Linked DNA regions of Mus musculus: all the other regions are linked to region 3. A link is a contact called in public Hi-C and HiChIP or PLAC-seq data. All regions are on one chromosome and are shown on one strand. The core of a region is the stretch at or near the end of the contact, and the rest is flanking DNA. Distances in the headings are between cores, read along the strand shown. Region 1 has its middle 120 kb from the start of Gm35667. Region 2 overlaps D030025E07Rik (RIKEN cDNA D030025E07 gene). Region 3 has its middle 36 kb from the start of Gm52639.

Evidence for each region. Hi-C and Micro-C count contacts between places; a contact is called where the count stands out from the background. HiChIP or PLAC-seq counts read pairs in DNA pulled down with a chosen protein or histone mark.
Region 1: a Hi-C map of the HPC-7 cell line shows a contact between it and region 3, with 11 times the contacts expected there. The contact joins two enhancer-like sites. A contact is called at or near these places in 5 of 15 datasets of contacts at CTCF or cohesin (embryonic stem cells, hippocampal excitatory neurons, pro-B cells and 1 more), 144 of 484 Hi-C or Micro-C datasets (the AML12 cell line, the AtT-20 cell line, the BV-2 cell line and 74 more) and 8 of 115 datasets of contacts at active chromatin or transcription factors (the HPC-7 cell line, PVALB interneurons, astrocytes and 4 more).
Region 2: an H3K27ac HiChIP or PLAC-seq map of the HPC-7 cell line shows a contact between it and region 3, with 11 times the contacts expected there. The contact joins two enhancer-like sites. A contact is called at or near these places in 3 of 15 datasets of contacts at CTCF or cohesin (embryonic stem cells, pro-B cells and stem cell-derived epiblast-like cells), 86 of 484 Hi-C or Micro-C datasets (the AML12 cell line, the C2C12 cell line, the G1E-ER4 cell line and 44 more), 11 of 115 datasets of contacts at active chromatin or transcription factors (the HPC-7 cell line, astrocytes, cardiomyocytes and 6 more) and 1 of 9 other capture datasets (embryonic tail).

What each region holds. Positions count from the first base shown.
Region 1 is chr3:128,086,542-128,090,154 of GRCm38.p6, forward strand. No RefSeq gene overlaps it. Among named protein-coding and RNA genes, the nearest start is that of Gm35667, 120 kb to the left of the region's middle. Within about 2 kb of position 1,845, at least 3 of the 459 cell types and tissues checked have an H3K27ac peak or open chromatin away from gene starts, as enhancers often do. A contact at or near this core is called in the HPC-7 cell line, where this site is marked.
Region 2 is chr3:128,183,706-128,187,774 of GRCm38.p6, forward strand. The region is part of intron 2 of D030025E07Rik (RIKEN cDNA D030025E07 gene); the gene reads right to left. Among named protein-coding and RNA genes, the nearest start is that of D030025E07Rik, 46 kb to the right of the region's middle. Within about 2 kb of position 2,761, at least 3 of the 459 cell types and tissues checked have an H3K27ac peak or open chromatin away from gene starts, as enhancers often do. A contact at or near this core is called in the HPC-7 cell line, where this site is marked.
Region 3 is chr3:128,335,765-128,339,528 of GRCm38.p6, forward strand. No RefSeq gene overlaps it. Among named protein-coding and RNA genes, the nearest start is that of Gm52639, 36 kb to the right of the region's middle. Within about 2 kb of position 1,472, at least 2 of the 459 cell types and tissues checked have an H3K27ac peak or open chromatin away from gene starts, as enhancers often do. A contact at or near this core is called in the HPC-7 cell line, where this site is marked.

The DNA.
Region 1 (3,613 bases), core at 595-3,094, 250 kb before region 3:
GGACCTTCAGAAGAGCAGTATGGATGGAGAAAGCAGATATAGGCGTCCTATAAATTGATTCATCAAACAATAAGCCTTCCATATCCTCCTTTTTCTGATTCCAACAAGGACAATGGATTTAGTGAGAACTGAAAGATGCCATTTGCTTTGCAGGAGGTGTGGGTCCGCACCATGGAGCTCTGCAAAGGACATGTCTGGGAGAATGCATCCTGTCCTGACATTACATGTTCAAGGATCTATATCAAATTATTCTACCTGGAGTGTGGTGAGGGCAGAGCAAGACGAGGAGGGCTTAAGATTATTCCACAGGAGGGAGCTGTAGGCTGTGGCTCCCTAGTATGGAGGAGGGGGAGTGAAAGGGAGTAGTGGGGTTGCACAGTCTCTCAGGGCTTTTCCCAGGGGGACAGCTAAACTCACTACCATTTGGACCCCAGATGGAAACAAGTATTACCTAAAGCAAAAATAGAATGATTCGGGGTAGATAAATGAATTTCCACGTGTCATAGTTGCTCAAAGTTAGAACAGGCACTCAGGGGAGCTAAAGGGTGTTTGCCTGGAGCTTTGGGTCATCTTCTTATTAAAATTTTATTACGTTTATTTAGTTATGTTGTGTCTGTATGTGGTGGCGGCGAGGTAAGTGTATGCGCCATACATGTAGAGGTGAGAGGACAACTCCCAGGAGCTGGTTTTCGTCTTCTACAGTGTGGAATCCTGGCACTGAACTCAGAAGGTTGAGCCATCTCCATAGCCCGGGTTGCCTCTTGACAAGGGTGCCGCACCATTAGAAGCAGCGACTATCTTTGATGGCCTGTCCAGTCTGGGATCCTGATTGATATTTTATGATCTGGAACGAGGCTTTTCTGCAGGGTTGAGGTGGCAGCGGCTGTGGACTCATCTCTCTGTGGGGGATGACACACTCCTCCTACCCTGCTATATCATAGCCTTAGTAGGCCGACATCTCATATTGAATGAATATTTTACCCATGTAATCATGATATGAAACAGTCTTCACAGAAGACATCACAATATATTCGTGCCTTAATTTTAAATGGTTATGGTCTTGGTCAAAATTTATGGTCAGTGGCTTTGCGTTTTCAAGTGCGTGAATATTTATGTCCTGTCTAAATCGCCCGGTGCTGTTCTCTTTGATAAACTCCTCTTCTTTGATGCCCCTTCCAGGAGTTGCTTGGCTTAAAAACACGTGTGTTAATTTTCAAACATTCGGAATCTGACAGCAGATCTTTGGGGGATGCATCTCCTTTTAGATAAGAAGCCAAACCACTTTCTGGAAGTCTAGAGACGAGAAAGCAAGGGTTTAGAAATAGATTGGCTTGTTCCATTTAATTCTATCCAGGTCTTTTATATGCCCTCTGCCTCCAACTTTACTAAGAACCAGAAAAACATAGATATTTAGTGGAGGATGGCAAAACCTGCCGAGACCCCTCTCTGTTTCGCTTTACTTGGAAGCTTTCTAAGAATGCATTTAAGAAACTGGAAGCAGGAAGGGTGGGTTGGGGAGCAGGGTGGGGGAAGGGTACAGGGGGCTTTGGGGATAGCATTTGAAATGTTAATGAAGGAAATATCTAATAAACAAAAAAAAAAAAAAGAAAAAAGGAAACTGGAAGATGAGGAAAAATAACAAGACACACACACACACACACACACACACACACACAGTACTGTTTGTAAACTAGGGGAATACAGACAGATTTTTCTAACTGAGCCTTCTTTCCTGAGAGTCTCAGGGAATGATCCCAGAGGCATAGGGCTTCCACAGACCCAGAGAGGTTTGAATAACCACTCCAGACTGAAGGGAGACACCCTGTACTTTGCACAGAGTACTCTGAAAGGCCTCAAGGTGGAGCACTTGGCCAAGCTATGAGGCAGAGTCTGAGGCACACTGCTGGATAGTGATTGGCAGTCTTTGAAAACAACATTTCTCCAAGACTTTGCTTTATTCTATGCTTGCACTGTGAATTTAGGAACCACGCCAAAGAACCCAACACTGTGAACAACTACGACTGGGGGCTGAGTGGATTGTCGAGTGGTCGGAAATATAGCTTAATTTATATCTTGGAAGAACCCTCTAGATCTTATCTCGTTTTCCTATCATATGGCATAGTTTTCCGCCACAGAGATAGATCACTGTATAGTGTTTCCTGGGACGTTGTCTATCCACTGTGCTAGAACCTCCCCCTTTCATTACTAGAGTTTCCCTTTTGACATACAAATGAATCTTTGAGATGCATCAGGTTTGTAGATAAAATCATTCATTCTTCAGTAGCTATTCTTTCTTCTACTTTATTTATAAAAGGATATGTTTCTGTATTCTCCACTCCTCTCTGTTTAACGTATTTTTAAGAAGAACTCGGTTATTCATTTCTATGACACAGTTGCTGAATCTTCTGGGAGACACATTCTCTTTTTTTTTTTTTCCTGTATGCAGTGCATACTTTATAAATCTAACAGCAATTTTGGAAACGTAGCTTTGCATTTATTTAAGATTAGGATGGCCATGAACACACACACATTTTCAAAACCTCATCTGTTTAGAGTTGTGTGATGATTCTTTTTGAAAAAAATATTAATAGTTGTTTGCGATATGTTCTCTATTTTTTTTTGTTTCTGCCAAGCTCCTCTGCAATCATTACTTAAAGAGACTCTAAAAGTTATAATTGTATTTCTATTCAATAAAGGCGACGATTTTTATGTCTTGGTTAGCAAGTTTCTAGTGGAAGCATCGCGGTTAAGATAGTCTTCTGAGTGGCCAACTAGACGCTGTCATCTATAGTTCTTAGTTCAGCCCACTGTGTGGTTTAATTTAACTGGGCTTCAGGGTAATGTGATAAGAATGAATCTTGCTAACTTTCCTGGTTATGAGAAAGCTGATTGCTCAGTTTTACAAGGTTTTGAAAGCACGCCATACAAATACCAGAGAGCCACATCTCCCTCTTGGTGCCGGGTAAGTGGAAATCCCTAAGTGTGACTGCTGCCACACAAACCCAGGTGACAGCGATCCCAGGAGGCAGCTTTAAGTCTGCCCTACTATTTTGCTCTATTTGATTCTGTGTTTCTTTTTCACCTCCTTTATTTTTTAGATTTATTTTCACCTGATGTGGCTGAGTGGGTGCCATGTTTGTGCACAGAGCATGCATGTCTGGTGTTCTCGGAGCGCATACGAAGGCACCAGATCCCCATGGAGCTAGAGTTACAGGTAATTATAAATTGCCATGTGGGTGCTGGGAACTGATCCTGGGTCCTTTGCAGGAGCATCAAGCTCTTAACTGCTGATCTATCTCTCTAGCCTCATTCTTATATTCTTTAGGTCTGCATGTGAGTGTTCATGTGTGTGTCAGTGTGTATGTGTGTGTATATATGTATATGTGTGTGTGTGTGTGTGTGCATGTATGACATTTGGATAGAATTCTGGCATGGCTTAAGGAAAAAATAAAGAACAATGAACAACTGATTATAGTTTAATGATAATGCAAAAATACCTCATGTCTAGCACTGAACTAAGTAGAGAGTTCTTGAAAGATGAACTTTAAATGGCTGATAAACATTTTATAAGATGCTCAATATTATCTATTAAGGGAAATTAAAACTGTTTTTA
Region 2 (4,069 bases), core at 1,511-4,010, 150 kb before region 3:
TCAGAGCATGTGATAGAATGCGTGACAGATTCCGACAGAATTCATTTTCCTAAGGAGTGCTCTGTAAGGGGTGATATGGCTTCATTCTGCAGGGTTCATGTGCTTCCTTTTTTAAAATATAGTTTTTATCTGAAAAAATAATACAACTTCTCCATGTTAGATACTTATTAGAAAGACCTATATCTACACATGACTTTCTTATGACTCACAACAGGACTGAATTAAAACATGATTCAACCTATAGAATAAAGTAGTGTGTACACTGTTAACTAACAGTTACCTCAATTTGATCACACTTTCCATAAAGTGTGTGTAACCAGGGCAGCGGTGATGCACTGGTTTGGCCTCACCTCAGAGCATGGAATTCATTAACCAAAGGGGGCCATCAGGCTATTCCTGCATCATCACAAATCTGCGTCATCACAGGGCTGCATCATTATGAAGCTGTCTGTAGTGCCGAGCTTAACACAAATTATAAGGAATTCTGATCCTTCTCTTGCTATCCAGGAAACTCCTGATCTTTAAGGTTCCTTCTTCCCCTTTCATTAGCTTCCAGATCTGGGTTCATGCTGGATCCTAAGGTTTACTCTGAGACTTGGTGTCTGAGGAGTACCTTGTATTTTGTCCTGTCATGAGTGACTTCCTTTTTATGTCTAGAAATCCACTACATTGATGCTATGAGCTCAGCCACTTTGCATCTGAGTTTTACCAAAAAAATGAATCATTTTCTTGAAAGAGCCATGAAACAAGGAGGAGGAGGAAGAGGAGGAGGAGGAGGAGGAGGAGGAGGAGGAGGAGGAGGGAATTCATTACCAGAAAGTAAATCATTTCCATTGCAAACACTGTCTTGAGTTCTTCCTTAAGATTAATGGAGAGGAATAATTGAGTTGGTGGAATGAACGCCTCGAGAGCAATATCTAGAACATTTTAATAACATTTACTCATATAGGCAACACACTATTTGTATTAGTAGGAATGATGGCTAATATTGATTCACTGGTTTTAGCCTTGCTTTCAAAACAGTTTAGTTATTGCTATCAGTAAGCTTTTACAACTTGTAAAGATTTATTCTGGTGTTATCAAGCCATTAATAACATTTCAGAGACTGAACTGAAAGAATGTTCATCTGGGAGTGTATATAAATAGGGGACAATTAGAAATGAAACTAGGTATCTATGAGTTCAAGACTAAGTTATTTTAATGAGCACAGTGGAACACTGAAATAATTTCAGTTAATATATATATATATATATATATATATATATATATTTCTTATTGGTGTGGGAAGATATGTGTGATATAGTTTTAATTGGAACAAATGAACGGATGGAGTTACAGTATGATTTTCATTTTCAAATTTTAATAAAACTCCATAAATGGTGACAATTTAGAATAACTGGAACTTATTTGCTTTTTTGTCTAAATTTCTATAATGTTGCTTATGATATACTCTACCAAAATTATGCACATACTGAAATATATCATATAGTATGTTGATGATTTTGAGTTTTCATTTAACCACCAATTACAGGCATATTTTATGTCATTACATGTTCTTTACTCCAATTCTCTTAAAGCTACAGAGTTTTATTGCTTAAACGTACAAGAGATTACTCAATTCTGTATTGAGGTCAATGTAGCATTTTAATTTGCATAGATATCTTTTATAGTACAATAGTATTTCATACGAAAAACAAATCCTGAAATGGAATTCCTAGATAAGAGAAAATACTGAAATACTAATATTAAGAAAAATTATGGAAATTTCCCCCTGAAGCACTTTAATGCTATGCATGACATTGTTTCTTTTGCTGCTCTAAATACTGGCTATTTTCCAGTGTGGTATTGAAAACAGATATCATCAAACCGGTGACTACATTTAAATGAACTGTGAAATTGTGTTAGTTCACTAATCATGTTTTAAGTGCTCAGTGGGTCCCTGTGGCTGGTGGCCACCACCATAGGTAGGTCACGTCTGTGGTAGAGATCCATCATCTCAGAAATCTCTAGTACATGGAGCTACCACAGATTCTACTCCTATGAACTGGGCAAGTGAGAAATACCTTGTCTTACTTTTGTTTTATTTTTCAAGTTGAGCATAATTTAAAGACATGACTGTTAACTGCACTTCATGTTTTACGAGTCAGACTTATATCAATTGTACTGATTTATTAGTACTGTGTTCAGGTGGTATTTTATCTGAGACTCTGAAGATTATGAAATTATGTTTGGTGGGAAAGTATAGCTTATGAATTGTGCAGTTTGTGATTAGTGCACACAGAAAGAACCATGATCTTGCATTATTATGCCTCTTGTTTTTATGGCATGAATATCTTCTGAGAATGACTCAGATAATAGTAGGATTCAATGAGTTCCTCTGTACCTGTAGAGACAGCATAGAATCTGTAGAATCTGACAGTGTGTTCCGACTCTTGTGCTTGCCTTCTTGGTAGCATAGCTTCTTGCACACAGCATTCAAAACCTTTCTTGGTGGCTGTATATGAATGGATAATGGAATGCATTGATTAAGACTTTTTATCATAAAAATAGAATTATTATTATATATTATTATATATATTATATTATTATAGAATTATTGTCCTGCAATTTTTGGATTAATTTCGAACATTTTGTTGAATAGCTTTTCCATAAATTCTTAGCATTCAGGAAGGCTTTTCCTACTTCGTAGATCAAACAGTCTTTTCAAACTAGCACCTGAAGGGGTCACTCACACACAAGACAAGAACACTCTTGGCAGCATAGTAAGGAAGTGTCCGAGTGGAGTAGAGCTCTTTTGTGTCGCTGTTGGAAGCTGCATATTCTAATTCTGTGCTGAGGAAATGTGGTTTTCCCAATGAATGTTTTTGACTCAGGAACTTAAGTTTTATTTCCAATGGTTCCATTGCCTGGGAGCTTGTTTTAAGGGCAAGGATGAAACCTAAGTGTGGAAGCATCAGCCTAATTAAGATGTCCAGAGACTTTGAAAGAAGGGGACAAACCTTTTTAGAGTCACTATTTTTTTTCTTTTCTTGGTGAAAGGACTTCAGCTTTTTTTTTTTTTTTTTTTTTTTTTTTTTTTTTTTACATTGAGTAGACAGAGGAGGAGCACGCTTGCTTAACACCCCCCTCCCCCATGCCAACAAATTTACTTGGTTGTTTTTTAAATCCAAAATAGAGCTTTTGAAAGTGCCCTTTTGATTCATACTTTCCTACTCTTGGCATCGACTCTAGGCTAAAACAGGCAAAAGCAATAGCTCTTAACAATTAGATATATTGATGGGGAAAAAAATATTTTTATAAGACTCAGAGTCCCCAACCCCACACATTTGAAAACAGGCCTGATTGATTTCTCACAGTGTCACTTTGGGAATCCTCACACTTACATAATTGTTATGTATTACATATCATTTCTTGAAACCACGTGTGCCTAATCTCAGTGTAGTGACTCCAGGATAAGATTTCATCATGGCTTTGAAATGCTTGATGTCTCCATGACAGAAAATAAGAAGAGAGCCCTGTTTTTTTTGTTCCACCCCTTCTCTCGAGCAGGCTTTTTTATTTCCAAACTTCAGTTGGGCTGACATCTTAAAGTCATTTTAATAGGAGAAGTGTGATCACATGGTGAAGTTACTGCTGTTTGACACTTGCATTTTTTTTAAGAGTAAGAAATACTCATTGATTACCTAGAAGGTTCTTTATGCTTTGTTAATTTGAGAGAGCAGGCAATTTATTAGGTGCTTCCTGTTTTTAACTGCGGTCTGATGTCAAGGAAATGAACAGTGTCTGTGGCACAGGAGATGAGCTTGTGTCTGATGAGAGCCATGTGGGCCGAACTCTAATTTTTCATAAGTGCTGTCATTTTACAGATGTATAACCTTTCCTTCTTTCTTCTGAGGAGGAAGGGTTGGGGGGGGGGGTTAGATAATACACAGGGTTCATTTGAGAAACTCTTGTAGGCAGATACACAAATCATGTCATGTAAACCAGAGCAGGCAAAGAAAACCTCACATCTCTTTTCAGAAGACAATAACAGATAGGACAGAGAAAGATGGAGTCAGTGATGATTAGT
Region 3 (3,764 bases), core at 222-2,721:
GCTAGGTTGAGGATGTTTCTCTCTCTTGAGAGTCACATTTTCTTCGAGTAAAAGATTTTTTTTTTCTAGCCAAGCATGGTGGTTCATATCTGTAATTACAGCTGTAGTAGGAAGTTCATGGGTTCAAGGTCAGCCTAGGTTACATTATCAATAGCCTTGTCTGAAAACAAAACAGTAAAATGTAGTTTTACTGTAAATCAATGCTATATGCACACAGTCAGCATATATACATATCTACCATTTTTAGTATTAAAGGTATACATTTGAAAACAGTGTTATAAAAGTCAACAAAAACCACTGAAAAGAAAATTTCAATTAGTCAAAAATGTAAATAAAACATCAAATATATTCTTTCCCACAACACATTCACATGTTTCCAGTAGTGGTAAAGCCATAATAAAATATTAGGGAAACAAATATTTTCTCATCTAAAATATTATAGGGATAATTAAATGTACTATAATGCTTTCTTATATGTTATTTAAATCTAAGGTTAGACTTTACTGAAAAATGATAGCCACCAGTGAGCTTATTTTCGAATGATTACGCCTTGGTCACAAGCCATTTATAGTGGATTTGAATTTGCTTACATGATAAAATACAATGAGAGATTTCTTACAATTAATATTTGTATATTTAGAATAAAATTACCGGCTTCATCAAACACTTGGAACTAAAAGGTCTCTTCCTGTACATTAGCCTTCAAAAAGAATTATGAAGTTAGCAGAAGTTGAAATGGATTGATTAAACTGGCTTTAGCTTTAGACCACTGCAAGGAAATTATATACATTTAATATGCCATTCAGTCAACATAAACCCTGACCCAAACCTTAACGTAGACTGTGTTCGTGTACTGCAAGACCAAATCTATTTTACCTGAGATTCGTGTACTTATGTAAGCACAAAACGAAGGATGTTCATTATGTATCATGTTAGGATTTTGTAATAAGTTATTTGTATAGTGATGAAAAAATAGTTTTTAAGATGAGTGAGGTTTCCAAAAAAAATTAGTTTGACTTATTAAGCACAAAATTCATGTATTTTTAACATAGGTATTTACTTTCTTTTAACCTTCTATATCACATTTAACTCTTGCAAATCATTAAATATAGCACCAGGGCATGAGTTAAAACTTGTGAGTATGTATGTGTGTGTGTGTGTGTAAATTTTTGAAATTTAACCTCTTAAAATCAGATAAAATGTACAGCTCTTTAATCTTTCTGTTTGAAACACTATGAAGTATTTATAAACAAATATCATTAATAAGTATTTACTTTTAACTGAAAGTAAGGTTGACTTTACTTTGAAAGCACCGCTACATGCGCCCTAACTATGACACTAATCAAGGTTGCTGAGAACAGGTTTAGGATTCAGGGCTCACAGTTTCAGGTTGAAATCTGAGTGTACCAGCAACTCCAGTAGAGGGCACTGTGCCTGTCTCTGTACCCTGAAGAGTCTTTGTTCTGCCCGTGCTTCATCTTAGCTCATGCTGGGGCTCCCTCTGCTGTCCTTTTAGACCACAAGACAAATATGTCGGTGAGTGCACCCCAGACCTCAAAACTGCAATCATAGTCTCAAGACTTTAGCATAAGGCAGTTCCCGATCAACCTGACTTCAGCATCCAAGTCTGAAAAGTTAGCATGTGAACTGAGTGAAGCTTTGATACATGGTTCTGTAAATATATCCTGACAGATGGTATTTCTTCTAAGAAAATTCGGTAGGCTAATAAGGAAACAAGAAGTGATATCTTCACATTACATGCCAGAGAAAAAATGGCATGGAAATGGAAACTGGAAACAGCTGTGATCGATTAAAATGTCAAGATACATGTACACACACATGCACACATGTGTGTATTAAAGGTATACGTGTGTGTGTGTGTGTGTGTGTGTGTGTGTGTGTGTGTGGTGTGGTGTGTGAATGTTTGTATGTGTATGCTTGTGGGATGTGTGACTGTGTTTATGTATGTGTGTGGGTGAATGGGTATGTATGTGTGTGCATGTATATATGTGGGTTTGTGTGTAGTATGTGTGTGTATGTGCATGTGTATGTATGTGTGTGTGTGTTTGTGGTGTGTATGTACATGTATGTATACCTGCTTGAGGAAAAATGTGTGTGGGAGTGGGGAGGCAGTCCCTATTTGATCTCTTGTAACTTTGATCTATATTATTTTTTTACTCTAGTTTTTATTTGTCTTTTTATTTTAAATAAATCCAGAGAATAGTATTTGGCAAAGTTTCAGCACTTGTGCACTTACCCAGCAGGATAAAGAGAAATCGTTCACATAAAGAAGACATATTTTGAAGTAATTATGTTTATAAATTTTCTAGTCACTCTCATGTGAAATAGGGGTGTTTGCTGTAAATGCATTCCTTTGCTTTCTGTGTTCTTACACAGAATAATGTCCAGTATCTGTAACAAAGCAGTTAGCAAACTCATAAATTAACCTTCTCTGTCATTTCAAATCAGTATTATAATTCATTCTTACCTAGATTTACCTTAAAATCACATGGTAAATAACATTGTTTTGGCCTTTGTACCTTTAAGCCAAAGAAAAGTCATGGTTTCAAACAAAATTGTGGAAATTGTAAGAATGGTAAAACCTATTGGCCTTTCTAAGCCGGTTCTAATAATTTGTCAAGTGAGCTTTATAATTGTTTGTGCCTGAGAAGTAGTAACAGCATATGCTGGCTGCATAACAGTGAGGAGACAGAATTAAGCAGCAGTAATTGCAGCATAAGAAGTAGATTTTCAGATCTGTTACTCAAATTCCAACTCACCACTCCTGTGGTTCGTAAGAGAGAAAACCAACTTTCTTTTTCCTTTTTTAAAATCACATTTAGCTGATAGAGTTTAGATTAATAGAGTTGTAGAGTCTAGATTAGTCTGACAGCTGGATATGTAACTTCATTGTGAAGCACACATCAGCAACCACAATTTCTTAGTTGCAATCTTCAGAAAACATACACAACTTGGAATAGGTGCGTGTCCACACATCAACCAATTTCTGTGGTTACATGCAGCATTTATATTAAATATATGTATTCTTTGTGCCACCAACCCTGGTGTATTTGTAAAATGGTTCTGGGAATCACCTTTAGAGAAGAATAGAAAACTATTAAGATGATTTTCTTATCACTCAAATGCTTCGTTTCATTTCTATAATGTATACAGTATTGTGACCTATTACTTCACAGAGAACACTTCCATAGTCTAGAGGGAAATGGGGGAACTGTTTCAGAAGTTAATACGTTAGGAAGGGATCTGTTTGACTCCTGTTTTGCTCTCACTTGGGGGCTGGTAGAAGTGCAGAAGAAAATAAGCTAAGTTCTATTTAGTTTTAAGGGGGGCAATAAAGAAGAGATAATTCTCACTGGTGGTTTAGTGCGAGTCTTTACATCTGTATGTGACAAAAGATGGACTTTATTTCTCAAGCTTGGGACACATTTTGTCTGTATCTTCCATTTCTTTCAAATGAGCACATGAAATAATAGGCTCCATTAAGACAAGGTCATGTGATCTGTCATTGTGGAGAACTTAGATCACAACCTTACGTTTAACATCGTTACCATAGCTAAAATTGGCGGTAACAGCGGACTTCAAACTCCTATCTCACCATGTGCTTTTCTCTACAAGCAAAAAGAGGCCACACAAAAGAAATACACAGAGTTCAAACAAGACAGGAACAGTTTATTTAATATTATGCTACACCTCACAGTGAGTTTTTGTGTATTATCTGTGTAAAGTGCACTCTTTGTGCACGG